2 separate regions of the Ovis aries genome follow, and region 1 is linked to region 2. The links are chromatin contacts, called in public Hi-C maps. All regions are on one chromosome and are shown on one strand. Each heading gives the region's core, a stretch centred on a gene start, on an enhancer-like site or on the middle of the called end of the contact. The rest is flanking DNA. Distances are from core to core; before and after follow the strand shown. Region 1 has its middle 32 kb from the start of TRNAW-CCA. Region 2 overlaps FBXO21 (F-box protein 21).

Region 1 (3,953 bases), core at 227-2,726, 88 kb after region 2:
GGTGAAGGCAGGATTAGTCCAGTGTTGCCATATGACCAAGGAGAAAATGTTACCAGAACTCTGCTTTTGGCTGTTAGAATACAGCAATTTGACACACACACGGCCATGTGGTAGGTTTACCAAAGGGCTGTGTAATGGAAATCTAATACGAGAAGCTCAAGGGGAACCTGCAGCCACGTTAGACATGAATTATGGATAAAGGAATGGAGTAAGATGGCAGGAACTTTCAGTTTTAGCTGAGCACCCTCTGAGGGAACAAGTTTTCGAGTTATGCCTAGACTTCAGCAGTTTATTTTCTGACCCCAGGGGTGGCTGGGGATGTTCTTTATGTGCTTTGCTAATGGGAAGCAGGTTCATGTGTGGATCTGATCCTTGTCACCGAGCAGGTGAACCCATCTCTGCTGCCTGGGGTTCACCAGGCTGAAGCTCAACCTCACAGCACAGTGACTTGCCGTAGGTTGATGGAGTTAAAAATACAAGTTGCCTTGCAAGCTGTCCTCCCCCACAGTGACCTTGGGAAGGCTCCCAAGGAGCTCCTCCTTGGGAGGAGCCGGGGCTTTCACCACCACCTCCCAGGGTGTCAGTATTGCCTTTGTCTCTGGGCTTCTCCAGAACCGGTGATCAATGCCAGGAGGGATTCAGTGGTTGGAGGAACTTGGCCCCTAGGACTGGGGGCTCTGATGGGCACGTGGTGGCTGCTCTTCCTCCTAACCCACTGGTGGACCAGGTCAGCAGGAACTGGGTTTCCTGTCTTTACCCCGGAAAAGCCCACGGGGCAGCGGTCAGGTGGGCGGATGCACTAAGGTGGATGGATGCGCCCAAGGAGCAGCTTGCAGCCTCCCTCTAGGAATCAAGGAGGGGGCGTTCGCGCTGGGCGAGGGGAGATTGGGACAGGCTCGGTTCTGGGTGTGGGGGAGCCTGCCCACCCATTCTAGGGGCAGAGAAGTTCCCTGGTGGAGCCTCTGCTTGGAAGCCTCCGCTCAGCAGCAGAGGCAGGGAGAGAGCAGGCTAGTGCCCACATGGCACCGGCTGGAGCCCAATGAGAGGGGGCCCTGCCACTGCCCACCCCAGGTAGCGCCATCCAAATTGCCCTGGGCCCTGCACAGCAGCCAGGGAGCCATCTGGCCTGACTGCGGGTGAGGTGGGCAGGTCCGTGTGGTTGGGAATCCGGGGCCTGGCGGCTGGCACCGCTCGCTCCCGGATGCCACAGCCGCTGTGCAGAGCGAAGGCCTGAGTAAGGGAAGGCCAGCAGCCCCCAGCTCTGCCCGTCCTGACCGGCCCCAGTAAGAGAAGGCTGCATCCCCACCAGGCCACTTCTCTCCAGTGGCGAGCAGGGCTGGTTCACTGTGCCCAGTGTTTGCCATCTGGATGCAGGGTGACACACTGTTCTCGCAAATGCAGAGAGTCCTGGCTCTGGAGGGTACGGAGGACTTGGACCAGAACTCCACTCTTGGGGACACTGCGTTTTCCTCGAATCAGCTGAACCCCCTCAGCCAGGGCAGGCTCTCCTTGCAGGGGAAGATGGGGCCCTGGGATGTGTCCTCAAGTGAATCACTCCCTGGGCAGCGCCATCTAGTGGCCGCAGCTGGAATCCTCGGGGAACTCGGGTTTCCCGTGGAGAATCTGACGAAGAGGCACCCTTCCTCCCAGAAAACGCCTTTATGCAGAGTTTCACACACTGTGTGTGGGTCTCCTGGATCCTGGGCTAGGAGCCCCTCTAACAGTGGTTCTGGGGGAAAACTCTTCAACATGCTACGTGAGACTTTTGGGGGGAGAAGGGACAGCTGGTAGAGTGGTGTGCTGGGGGCGCTGGTGCCACACACCTTGCCAGGGTGAATAATTTTGGCAATACACACACTTGAAAAATGTAGTATCAGAACACAGACATGTCATAAAGTGGAAAAAGCCAGACAAAGGTCCCTGGCGTTTGGCCCTCTGGCTCCCCCAGAGGGCTGTCCTGATCTTCAGGGAAGACCTGGGGCTGAGGCTGAAGGAGCAGAGCAGACTTCGGGTCAGTAAGCTAAGAACTCAGCCGGCAGAGGAGTTCCCACGAAACAGCCAGCGGGGACATAGGTGAGGTGGGGCGGGCAGGGGTGCACGTGGGCCCAGATTTCTTGAAGCCACTGGAGAGTGGTTGTTCACAAAGGAACTACAAACGTTTCCCCATCAGGGCGACTTCTTCCGGGACATAAGGTTTACTGCAAAAAAACGCTGACTGAGCTCGGCGTGCCTGGAGGTTATAGTCTGGGTCCAGGAAACTCTTCACAAAACCCAGGTGGTTTATGTTATCAACAGGCTAGGAAGGAAAAACCCCACGCTTGCTTTTTACCCTGGACCTGGCAGTGAATCAAAGTAGCTGAAAACTATTTTTATTTTCAGTAAAATTTTCTGGGTCTAATTTCTTTTGAACTCTTTCATTATCCTTAATTCCTGCAAAGCTAAGAGGGAGACTCTATCTGCAAAATGAACAGTGAAATCAGACTGCAAGGGGGCTGCTGCTTAAAGGAGAAGCTACTTTCCCCAGTGGTGAGACTCTGAGAGATGGGCACCACGCAGAGCAGTGTCACTCGGGGGTCACAGCAGTGAGATCAAGCACAATACATGCGTGATTCGCCAGCTGCAGGCCAGCTTCATCTGGGAAGTGATGGGGCTTTCTGAAGGGAAGCAGGAAACCCCACTGACACAGCTGCGCTCTCGGGAGGAGGGACGGGTCCCAGAGCCTCTCTCTCTCTCTCTCTCTGGCTCTGTCATCCTCTCTAGCTGGATGTGCATCTTTTATGATGAAGACCTTAATCTGAAAAAGAAAGCCTTCCACAACCCTCAGGACTCAAAAGTTCTAGGACTCCAGGTAATGGTGGGTTTCCCAACCATATGTCCATGCTTGTGAACAGCAGGAAGGCTGCACTTTGCTCTTGGATCAGTGTAGGCAAATTATCCCCACGCTGAAAATATACTTACTCTGTTTGATAGTCCCTTGGGCCTTCTTTTTTAAAATCTTTATCAACAGTTGTATATTTCATCTTTTAAAAAAACTGCTTTTGGCTTTAGGATCAACTTCACCATTTGTTGGTGTTCATGAGATTTCCCTGGTGGCTCAGATGGAAAAGAATCCGCCTGCAATTCAGGAGACCCTGGGCTGGGAAGATCCCCTGGAAAAGGGAATGGCAACCTACTCCAGTATTCTTGCCGGGAGAACCCCATGGACAGAGGAGCCTGGTGAGCTGCCCTCCATAGCGTAAAGAGTGGTCCCCGACTGAGCAACTAACGCTTAAACACTGGTTCACTGGTGCTTTTATCCTTGGCGCCTGCCTGCTGCTGGGGGTCACTAGGGCCTCTCTCGAGCGTTCTGGGGTGCCCGCTCAGTGCACTGGCTTCCTGCCTTGTCTTCCATTAAGTCGTAAGGTCTCCCTGCCCCATCCTGGCCTCACACCCCTGGGTCTGGATGGTCAGCGCTTCCACTGACCCCTTCCTGGTTTCGGTTTCTGTTTCCCTCTTGAAAAGCAAGTTCGATTCATGCTGCTTACAGCGGAAACCAACCCAATGTTGTAAAGCAGTTCTCCTCCAATTAAAAGTATAAAAACCCCAAGTTAATCCAGGAGCGCCTGGAGTTTCCAGGTCTTCGCTCTGCTTAGCACTCTGTTGATGTCTGATTGTAACCCGCTGGGACTGGGGGCCCTGGATTGGGCCTGTCTGCTGGTACTGCTCTTATCTGAGCTGCTCCTTGTGGCCTCCATACATGGTCATTTCTTGTGTGTGGCCTGTGGGTATCTGAAAAGGTACAGAATCCTATCTACATCCACTGTGTTGAGCTTATAAATTATATTAAGTATGTCTTCCAAATCCTTTCATGTTTTTACTGATTTGATCTGACCACCCACTGTGAGCACGGCTTTGTCTGTTTAGCTCCATCCGTTTTCTGCTTTGATATTTTGGAGGTATGGTAGGCGGCTGCT
Region 2 (3,841 bases), core at 638-3,137:
GCAGCCAAGTAAACCACATGCAGGTCAGTGCTTACTGGACGCTTTGTATGAATAAACACACGCTAGACAACACGGAGTTACCTTCTGAGTGCATTGAAGTATATTTAACTGCACGTATATGTGTTTATACTAGGACTGGGAAGCTAGACCCGCAGTCCTAGTGGTTTCCTCTTGGGAGGGCCTGACAGGTGCCCCCAGAGGACTCATGGGTACCGTTTCTAGGCTTTTACAGGGAGGTATGCGTATATTTTGATGTAGGTAGCTGAAAATTTTAAATAAAATCAGAAACATTTCTCAGAAAATATTGGGGGAATCAAATTCTTCCCACGATTTTTCCAGGCATTTTAAGTAGTCCCTGTTTAATAGTTTGCTCTTTCTTAAGTTTTATTTCACTTAGATTTCTTTCTTCAAAATTTTTTAAAACTTCAAAAAAAATTGTTTAACTCATATAGTGGATTGGGAATTATCTTCCCCTCATAACTCGTAGCTGCCAACTTCAGTGTCTGCTTTTCTCCTTAAAAAAGTGTCTTTTGTTAGTACAGTTTTCCTGTTTTACTGGGAGCCCAGGCAGGCAAACACACCACATTCAGTCTGTGCTCCTGGTGGACAGCTTGGAGTGGGGCAGTGAGCACCCCGTGGACTCTCACTGGCCCTTGCCTCTTGTTTTGGGCCCATGTTCAGAATTCCGTGCACCTGCCCAGTCGTGCTGTCCTTAAGCAGATGGGTGATCATGACCTGACAGCAACCTTCCTGCCCTCCTGCCAACACTCAGATGCCAAGTGTCAGCCAACACCAAGCTGCTGCTTAGTGATACCTAGAGAAAGAGGGAGAAAGGAGCGGTGCTGAAGCGCATGTCTGACTTTCTTCAGAGCAGGTGCTGGGCGTATTGTGGTCCAGACGGTTCTGTGTTGGGGGGATTGCCTGTCACCCTGGCCCCTGCCCACGAGACATGACAGGCCCCAGTCGTGACAGCCAGAAGTGCCTTCAGACGCTGCCGAGCATCCTGTGTGCGGCAGAGCGGCCCCAGATGAGAGCAGAAGGGACTTTGACCTCTTGTTGGTGATCCCAGATTCCCTGCCATCATCTCGAACATCTCTGGGGCAAGAAAAGCCAACAGGGAGGCAGCTGGCCAGGTTAGGGCCCGTGGCCGTGTTCGCATCCCCATTGGCCTCCCCAAGGCGGGTACACCTGTGACCCCTCATTCACTGCAGGAGGGCCGCATGGGCAGGACAGCAGATTTTTTCAGTCGGCGGCATTTTAGAAAGTCCAAGTTTGTTTTAATGTCGAAAGCAAGTGTAAAGAAGGAAGTGAAGTCATCTTCACACTCTGGTGGTCACAGCAGGGAGAAACCAGTTAGCAGAGCCCCCAGTTTCCTCTTGGACTCCCCAAGCGCCTGTTTGCAGAGCACCGTCCCGCAGCCTGCCTTCTGAGGCAGCCTGTCCGGGCCCTGGGGTCTGTCCCAGCCCGTCCTCCCTGACTGCTGCTGGCAGGACAGTGCACAGGGGCGCCGCTCTTGGTCTGCTTCCCCAGCCCTGATGGAGGCCTTGGGCCGAGTCCTCACTCTTGCTGCTGTTGGCCCAGCCGCTAGAGGGCATCGTGAGTGGAGCCTCTCGTGGAGCCCTGTGAGAGGATCACAGGAGCTGGAGCCCGGGCAGGTCTCGTGGTGCCTGGCGCACCGTACATGCCCAGTTTAAAAGAGGTCACTTAAAATGTGTAGCTGTATGCACGTGTCACATAGCAGCGCAGGTGTTTGGCCTTCCTGTCCTTTTATAAGATGTGTTTTTTCTCCCGCTTCCCCCGTTGCGTCTGTTGCTCATTTTCCTGGCTGCCTGGGACGTGCTGAGTTAACGTGCCATTGTTTATTCACACAGTGACCTGCAGGTGGACGTGTAGACTGTTGCTGCTTTTTTTTTTTCTTTTCTTCTGCTCTCCTGAGCGATGCTGAGGTACTGTGGATATCCGTCTTTGCTTGTAATTGGTATGTGATTTCTCAAACTGGTCTGTCCCCATGTAATCTGAGGAATCAGCCTTAAACAGCTATAAGCACAGAAGTTCTCTAAATGTTCCTTCTTGGGTTGAAGAAATATGTTACAGATTGAATTACAAACTCTTTCCCCATCTCCTGAAAGACAAAGCGTCAGTTACAAGTCACAGGCAGTGCTTCTGGGAGGCACTCGTGTTTATCCCGTGGTGTTTATCCTGTATTCTCGGGGTGCTGGGCACCGAAGGGCCTGCAGGTGTGTTTCAGGATGTTTAACGAGCGGTGTAAGAGATAACCTGCTGCACCATTGGTGTTAGTTAGCCAGTCGACTGGGCGTGCACAGGAACTCCCTGAATTGATTGTGACTCGTTGATCAGAACCAAGAGCACCCTGGGACGCAGTCAGAGCAGGCAGGCCTGCCTGGCCAGCTGCTTTCTGGTCCAGGTCATGGAGGATGGGGCTGGGCCCTCCTGGCTGGGGGCCCACAACCAGTCTAGACCAGGCCTCCACGGCCAGCAGGGGAGGGCCCACAACCCACCATCTTCTCATTGGGTCCACGGAGGAGCCGTTTCTCAGATAGCTTGGGGAGGGAGAAGCCATCTGAAAGGATGTCGGTCTTTAAAATACCTCACACGTGCTGTCACCTCTTTTTTTTTATTATTTCCATTTTAAAGGAGTCATTTTCTATTGCTGTCTCTAGTGGCAAAACATGGAGCAGAGAAGGGAGGGGGCATGGTTTTCCTAAGAGCTGATACAGATGGCATAACCCCTACCCTCTATGGTCTAGGGGCACGAGCCACTTTTCCACTCCTCCGCGGACCCCACATCAGCCCTGGGAGCTGGGCCCTCACCCTCAGAAGCAGGAGCCAGCACTGCAGGGTGCTCTGGGGTGGCAGGGGCAGGGAGGTGTGCAACAGAGGACGCAGGGAGAGACCTGTGACCCGGTGCTGTGAAGGCTTCAGAAACTTCACTGGTGAGAACAGAACAGGCTAGGACACCCTCGGCCGGCTGTGTGTGTGTGTGTTGGATCAGGTGTGACAAGCCCTCTGCACCTTCAGCTTGCAGACCCCGAGGGGCTGCTGGAGTTCCGCTCAGAGGAGGAAAACATTGGTGTTCTGTGTGGATCTGGCAGGGGCCCCGTGCCCCCTCCCTCCATCCTCCAGTGCCCCCCCACCTCTACCTCTTCCCTCCTGACTTGCAAAAACATCTGTTTCTTCCCCCGCCCCCCCCCCCCCGCCACCTCAAAAATGCACTGAGTCTTCTCCAGAGGTCCTCTGGATAAAAGATGTTGCAGAAAACCAGTTTTAATGAGAATGTCCGTGTGCCTCTCTGCCAACAGAGAACCTGGAGTATAACGTGGAGCCTCAGGAGATCTCCCACCCCGATGTTGGACGCTACTTCTCAGAGTTCACAGGCACTCACTACATCCCTAACGCAGAGCTAGAGATCCGGTACCCAGAGGACCTGGAGTCTGTGTATGAGACGGTGCAGAACATTTACAGCGCAAAGAAAGAGAATGTGGAATAGAGCCTTGGGGACGTCAGACCTTTGCTGCTGCTGCTCTTTTCCAAGATGACGGGGTTCGGGGTGCAGACGTCCCCTTGGATCCCTTTGGACTCACACCACCGGGCAGGCCACTCAACCGGTCGTGCTGGTTGCCTCCTACCAAGTGGAAATCACGTGTGCTCTCTCCGCCAGCTGCAAAGACAATGTTGCTCTCCGCCTACACTAGTGATTCATTTGACAGGCACTGTCTCCGTGGCATGGCTTGTATGCTTGTCCTGTGGTGACCGTTTGTGACATGCTGTCTTCATGACGTCTCACCGTTGACACTTACAACCGTTCTTTTTCCTCATACCC

Evidence for each region. Hi-C and Micro-C count contacts between places; a contact is called where the count stands out from the background.
Region 1: a contact with region 2 is called in a Hi-C map of liver, with 3 times the contacts expected there. The contact joins two enhancer-like sites. A contact is called at or near these places in 8 of 16 Hi-C or Micro-C datasets (blood, liver, mixed tissues and 3 more).

The regions. Positions count from the first base shown.
Region 1 is chr17:58,048,710-58,052,662 of ARS-UI_Ramb_v3.0, forward strand. No RefSeq gene overlaps it. Among named protein-coding and RNA genes, the nearest start is that of TRNAW-CCA, 32 kb to the right of the region's middle. Within about 2 kb of position 1,477, at least 12 of the 54 cell types and tissues checked have an H3K27ac peak or open chromatin away from gene starts, as enhancers often do.
Region 2 is chr17:57,959,929-57,963,769 of ARS-UI_Ramb_v3.0, forward strand. FBXO21 (F-box protein 21) reads left to right here. Exons shown (of 12, transcript XM_027956543.2): 12 at 3,321-3,841. The coding sequence ends at 3,508. Among named protein-coding and RNA genes, the nearest start is that of TESC, 21 kb to the right of the region's middle. Within about 2 kb of position 1,888, at least 4 of the 54 cell types and tissues checked have an H3K27ac peak or open chromatin away from gene starts, as enhancers often do.